Regions from separate parts of the Mus musculus genome. Here region 1 is linked to region 2. The links are chromatin contacts, called in public promoter capture Hi-C maps. All regions are on one chromosome and are shown on one strand. Each heading gives the region's core, a stretch centred on a gene start, on an enhancer-like site or on the middle of the called end of the contact. The rest is flanking DNA. Distances are from core to core; before and after follow the strand shown. Region 1 holds the start of Wdr6 (WD repeat domain 6). Region 2 holds the start of Scap (SREBF chaperone).

Evidence for each region. Promoter capture Hi-C pulls out the DNA fragments that hold promoters and counts their contacts.
Region 1: a promoter capture Hi-C map of hippocampal neurons shows a contact between it and region 2, with 5 times the contacts expected there. The contact joins the promoter of Wdr6 here to the promoter of Scap in region 2. A contact is called at or near these places in 4 of 39 promoter capture datasets (the C10 cell line, hippocampal neurons, liver and 1 more) and 1 of 115 datasets of contacts at active chromatin or transcription factors (astrocytes).

Annotation. Positions count from the first base shown.
Region 1 is chr9:108,577,234-108,580,274 of GRCm38.p6, reverse strand. It overlaps Wdr6 (WD repeat domain 6), which reads left to right and starts at 1,562. Exons shown (of 6, transcript NM_031392.3): 1 at 1,562-1,781. The coding sequence starts at 1,682. It overlaps P4htm (prolyl 4-hydroxylase, transmembrane (endoplasmic reticulum)), which reads left to right. Exons shown (of 9, transcript NM_028944.4): 7 at 169-259; 8 at 436-559; 9 at 967-1,413. The coding sequence ends at 1,187.
Region 2 is chr9:110,331,360-110,334,648 of GRCm38.p6, reverse strand. Scap (SREBF chaperone) reads right to left here and starts at 1,293. Exons shown (of 23, transcript NM_001001144.3): 1 at 1,144-1,293.

The sequences.
Region 1 (3,041 bases), core at 313-2,812, 1.8 Mb after region 2:
AACTTACCTAAGTGCACCTGCGATCTTGGCCACACAAGGAGAGTGACTCTGTGGGGAAGAGGGCTGGAGATGTCTTAGCTATCCTAGCCTGACCCTGTGGGCCCTGGGTATCCTGCCCACAAGTGGGAATGTTGGGGATCTACTCAGCAGCCTCCCCCTGCCTTACAGCTACATGACAGTGCTGTTTTATTTGAACAATGTCACCGGTGGGGGTGAGACCGTCTTCCCTGTGGCAGACAACAGGACCTATGATGAAATGGTAAGGGCCAGTGAGCTGTTATTACTCTTGGGCTGGTAGGGCCTTGGGCAAGTGTGTACACACCCTTCCAGAGCTGGGACGAGGGCACATCTGCCTGTTTTCCCTCCAGCCAACCTTGGCTGCCTGGTCCTGCAATGGCAGGCAGTCCACAAACAGCCTCACCTTGTTGCCTACAGAGTCTGATTCAGGATGATGTCGATCTCCGGGACACTCGAAGGCACTGTGACAAGGGCAACCTTCGTGTCAAGCCCCAGCAAGGAACTGCAGTCTTTTGGTACAACTACCTTCCTGATGGGCAAGGTGAGGGCTTTACTCATGGCCAGGTCTTGGGCTTCTCTGAGGGAACTCATCTCTCCCTCCTGCTCTCCTGGAGGACTGTTCCTGTCTTCCATAGCCAGGGATTTCAAAGCACAGTAGCACTAGTACAGTATCTTCGGTTATCTCCGCCCACCGTCCTTGCGCACCAGCCTTCCTGCTGTCTGGGGCAGGGAAACTTCTCTCCACAACCCAGGCTGGGAAGAGCTATAGCCAAGCTCAGAAGCAAGGAAGCTTGGTTAATTTTAAGGGCCAGTATGTTGACCATGCCTTAGTGGGTGAGACGCCAAGTCCTTCCATGGGGATTAGATGTGTGCACAGCTCAGGCTGAGCCAATCTAGGGTTTTCCCCTCCCTAACTTGTCCTTTGTTCATGTCACCTTCTTACCCCAGGCTGGGTGGGTGAAGTGGACGACTACTCGTTGCATGGGGGCTGCCTGGTCACCCGCGGCACCAAGTGGATCGCTAACAACTGGATCAATGTGGACCCTAGCCGGGCACGGCAAGCCTTGTTCCAGCAGGAGATGGCTCGTCTGGCTCGGGAAGGTGGCATGGACTCACAACCCGAGTGGGCCTTGGACCGAGCCTACAGTGATGCCCGTGTGGAGCTCTGACGCAAGGCCCTGATGCGAATCACCCGCTGCCCAACGTCAAAGACCCTGCAGGTCCTCTGTCCTACTGCAGACTGAAGTTCTGGCCGACCTCTTGCCCTAGCCCTCCCTGCCTGCAGCCGCGATCAAAGGCGCAGTTCCTACATTCACGTTATTTATTGGTGTACAGCCTCCATGCTGCTCCGTTAAATAAAACTACAGGGCTTCCAGCCAGGGGCCGGCGAGCTAAGCGCCCGCTTGGGGGAGGGGAGGCCCACCGCCCCTCCCGGCTAGTCTCATGTGTGTGTGTGTGGGGGGGTGACTCTGATCCGGCCAATCAGGAGCGGGATCGCGTGGGGGACAGGGTCGTCATTGGACGTCCGCAGCCCAGCGCCAGGGCTTTGCTACCTGTAGCTAAGGGCTTCGGAGCTCTGCAGCGCGGCTCTCCAGACGGCTGGTTCTCGCGAGAACGCAGCTCTCTTCTTGTCCGTGGCAGCCACAGCAGCTCCAGGAACGTCATGGACGCTTTCGGGGACTATGTCTGGCCGCGGGCGACTTCCGAGCTCATACTCCTCCCGGTTACGGGTCTGGAGTGTGTTGGGGACAGGCTGCTGGCGGGTGAGGCTTGGTCGGCTCTAGTCGTGCTAGCGGGCGAAGAACTAGCCTCTCCCTGGGTGGTCGCACCGGACAAAGGGATGCCCTGGGGAGGAGGATGGGCAGCGGGCTGGGGACTGGCGAGGGGTGGGAGTGGGGGGAATAAGGCAGGTTCGGAGGTGGCGGGAAACACAGGCCGGCGGAGGAGGGCGGGGCTCGAGAGACAGTGGCAGCTCTTCATAAATTGCAGCCAGCTTGGAAAGGGTGGACAGAGACGCTTGAAGGTGTGGGGGACGCAGTCGTTCCATGTTGGGGGAGGGACGTTGCACCCTCAGGTGAACGCAAATGATCAAAACCCCTGGAGAGGAAGAAAAAAAAAAAAAGGGCAGCCTCAGGGGGTGTGGCGGGAGTGTGGCTTCTGGAGAGGGTTGAAGCTCCGCCCCCAAAGATGAGGGGGCCAAAAAATTGCTTTCTGAGTAGAGCAGTATCCAGAGAGGCTGGGGCTTAGGTTCCTCTGGAGAACCAACTGGGGGGTCTGAGCCAACTGGGTTAGTAATCACATGTCTCAGTGTCTGGTGGTAAAGGTCTGAGATGGCTCTGAGGTGCCAAGTGTCCTGGAAGCAGTAGGGCCTGATGCGAAGCCATCCTTTGGTGATGGTGGTGTTGGGTTTTACAAGGACCCTTGGCACTGACAATTAGGCCTTGGGTCAGCCATTATTAGCCTCAGCAGGGCTGCGTGTTTGTCTTGTGGTGAGGGTATATTCTAGAGTTGATGTGTGTGTGTGCGTGTGCGTGCGTGTGTGTGCAAGTGCAAACATTGGGTTGCTCCAGTGAGCTAAACTCTCTGGAGGTGGGACCGGCAAACTTCAGGAAATGAAATCCGTAGAATTTTGAAGAAAGAGACATTAAGAGAGGAGTAAGGTAATGAGGAATCCTGACGAGTCCGAGGAGGAGGAGATCGTGGGAAACAAACGGCTGCAAGATGACCAAAAGGGAGCTGAGAGTCCCATTCTAGAAAACGTCTGTGGGTTCTATACACATGTATGGGGGTGTAAGAGATTCCCCGGGAAGTATGTGGATTTGTATAGAGGGAGGCCCTGGACAAGCCCCTCTTGAGCACAAGTTAGGAATGTTCCTAACTCAGAAGACGCTAGCTTTGATTCTGCTGTGTTAAATGCTGTCCAGGTTCTTAATACCTGCACCTCATCTCTCCTCCCAAGCCTTGTTGCTTTTAAGTCTCAGTCGCATACAAAGGACGATCTCACAGCTGTCCAGGGGTGGGGC
Region 2 (3,289 bases), core at 44-2,543:
AGCCTGGGCAATGAAGCCCAACTCAAAATAAAAAGCCACAGGTGTTACTCAGTGGCAGACCAATGCCCTAGGCACACGTCCCCAAGTAACTTAATAATGAGTATAGGAATAATGTTTATACTTGTATTTCCTGTTGGTCGTTAAAAAAACAATACAAACAAAATATTTGCCAAGCAGAAACGCTGCAAATATATAAAAAGCCTTTAGATTTGAAATACATTAGCATATACTTCATAACATACAATCTTCACTTGAGCATCACACAGGTTACACCTAAAATGCATTCAGCACTAACTAGATACACTTGATCCTGACTCTAAGAAAAGCTTTAATGTTTAGCACACCTTGAGATGGCTGCACACTGCATAAGCAAACTCTACAAACGCACCCAAACGCATCATTAAAGACTGTTCCTATGTCGACTTCACAAGAATTACTACAAGATCATCATGAACTTATTTATTCATCGCTTCCGTCACCATAAGAGATAAATAAGCTAAACTAAGGAAGACTACCTCCAGGACCCCACTCCCACTCCCACCCCTCACCCGCCGCCACCTGTGGCTCACTGCCCTCCTCTTCATCGCCACCATCTGCACAACTTTCTGAGATGCAGTGTGGACCCGGGACTCGCTGCAGCTAGCGCTATCCCATTATAACCCTGATGCAACAAAACCACCTGGAAGTAAACATAAGCAACATAAGCGAGCAAAGTTTAGGTTTAAGCAACACATAAAACCAGAAACCGAGCACTCCCAGCAGAGAATCTACATGTTGCCTGGCTATCGGATCTTCGGAAAGAGGCAGGACTGAGTCACAGGGTCTAGCCCTCACCCAGACAACCCCAGACAACCCCAAAGCAGGATCCAGCGGCGAGCCTACCTGCCTGAGCTCACTCAGCCTGAACCCATCGCGACCCAGGCAGCTCGGCCCGGGCGGGGGCGCGGTCGGGAAGGGGGACGCGAGACCGTCCGGCCCCCAGCTCCAGACTGCGGTCTCCGGAGCCGCGCCTCGGGCTGCTGGACAGCGCCCACGCCCGCGCGCCCCTGCCCGGGCTCGCCCGCATCCCGGAACTCCCGGGCACGAGCGGCGCGAGGCCGGCGCCGGGGCCCAGCCGCACCGTGCAGACGCGCGCTGAGGTACCTGTGGCAGCGAGGCAGCTCCCGGGCGGCGGCGACCGAGCGGCGGAGAACGGCCTGCGCGCTCCTGGCCCGCGGTCCGGTGTTTGGAGCCCGCCCTCTCCCTCCCGGCCGCCCGGCGCCCGCGCAGCTCCCCGCCCCTTCACCTCTCAACTCCTACCTTTCCCCTCCCGCTCCGCCGCCCTCCACACGTGCTCCCGGCGGCGTGCGCATGCGTAGTCTGGCACTGCCAACGGCTCGGGTTCGCCCCCTGGTGGTCCCCTGCCACACAACTGCGAGAGGAAGTACTGGAGTTGCCTGTGGCCTGGAAAAAGGTGGCTAGTAGCACTTCAGAGTTTTGACAGCATCACTGTCCTGGGAAGTGATTGAGAACATGCACAAGAGCTCGTGTTCCATGCTTTATAGTGCCAAAGGATTAGAAGCGGGGCTGGGTGTATGGCTCAGTGGTAGAGAGCTTGCCTGAGACGCTAGGGGCCCTGGGTTTGATCCACAGCAGCATCAAAAAGAAAAACAAACCAGGGAATTAGAAGCAACTGAGCTAAATAGCAAGTGTATTCAGTTGATGAACTAGGTATAGGAGCCTCCAACACCAAGGATGTTAAATGAGCACTTATAATGAAAGCTAGTTCAAAACCAAGCTGGTGTTAGGATTCCATTTTTGTTAAAAATACAATGCATAGGGTAAAGTGGAAGATATATACTCAGTGTTTATTCCCACGTAGAGGAACTATGGGTGTCTGAGTCTCTTCCACCTTCTGAACTGCCACCAGTCGACTTGCACATGTAACGGATTATGCTGAGTGACTGCTCTGGTAAATGCTGAGTTAAGCATATGGTGTGTGTTCTCTCATTTGGCCTTGGGGAAAGTGAGGTTCCAGACACTCAGCAACAGCACCAACCCTGGTTGCTATGTTTCCATTTGTCCTCAGGCCTGCCTGTGGAGAGATCTCAACCACACTACCAATGTCTTGACTCTCTGAGTGTCACAGGTCAGAGTGGCCACCTGCCCCCATCTTGCTACCTTAAACATACTTCTTTCGTGTCACTCTTGCTCACCCCCAAGGCATACTAAGGTAGAACAGACCCTGTACCTGCCCTCAAGGGCACCAGTGGTGGGGGAAGAGAAAATATAAGTATAGTCACCGTGCAAAACAAATCAGAGGTGGCCACTTCAGCCTTTGGAATAGGGTTATTCTATAAAGCAGGTTTCTGGTAGAGATGTAACTCAGTTGATATACTGCTTGCCCAGCCTTGAATATGAGCCTTAACCCCCAGCAAACTGGCAGTGGTGGTGAAAGACTCCCCAGAGGAGCCTCTCGCTCAGGCCTCAGGATAATAGCAGACACCCAAGAACTCACGATAGACCAAGCTTGATGCAAACCACATGAGGCTTTATTCGGGGAAAGCCAGAGCTCTGGGGATGACTCATATCCCACGCAGGGTTAGAGGAGTCGACCTCGAGGGGAAAGAGGTCCCAGTTTTTATAGGCCCTCAGGGGGGAAAGGAGAAGGGGAGAGTGGGGGGATTTCCAGATCTAAACAATTCTCAAGAAATGGGTATGGGAGGGGTACAAGGAAAGAGTCTGGTGCAGGGGCAGCAACTCAGGATTGGCCCGGTTGTGGTTGCTGGGGAGATTTTCTGACTCTTTCTCAGCAACCAATATCACAAACACCTGGCAGTGGGCTTCATCAGTGGGCACACACATGGGTTCAAGGAATGGTCAAAACATTGGCAGACACACAAGTTCAAGGAGTGGCCAGAGCATTGTGCACCTCTATTTTTCTAAATCAGTGAAGCTAGTTCTGCTAACAGTGACATCTATCTTGCCAATTTCAGGGCTTCTGTGACCTTTTACATTCTGTTAGGATCTTTCAGTGGGTCACACCTATGTCAGCCCTTAGGAGATGCAGGCAGGAGGAACAGAAGTCCAAGGTTCCAATTTGAGGCCAGTCTGGTACATAAGTCTGGCCCCCACAAAGATAAGAAAATGCAGCCCACTGGTAGGGCCTAGCATCAAGGCCTTGAGCTCAAACCTCAGTAATAAAAATAAAATTTATTTTTTTACGTGGTGTATTTTGTTGCTCTGACTCTTGTTGATGGACATGGAAATGCAAACCAAATATACCCTTTGTTCCCCGAGTTGATTTAAA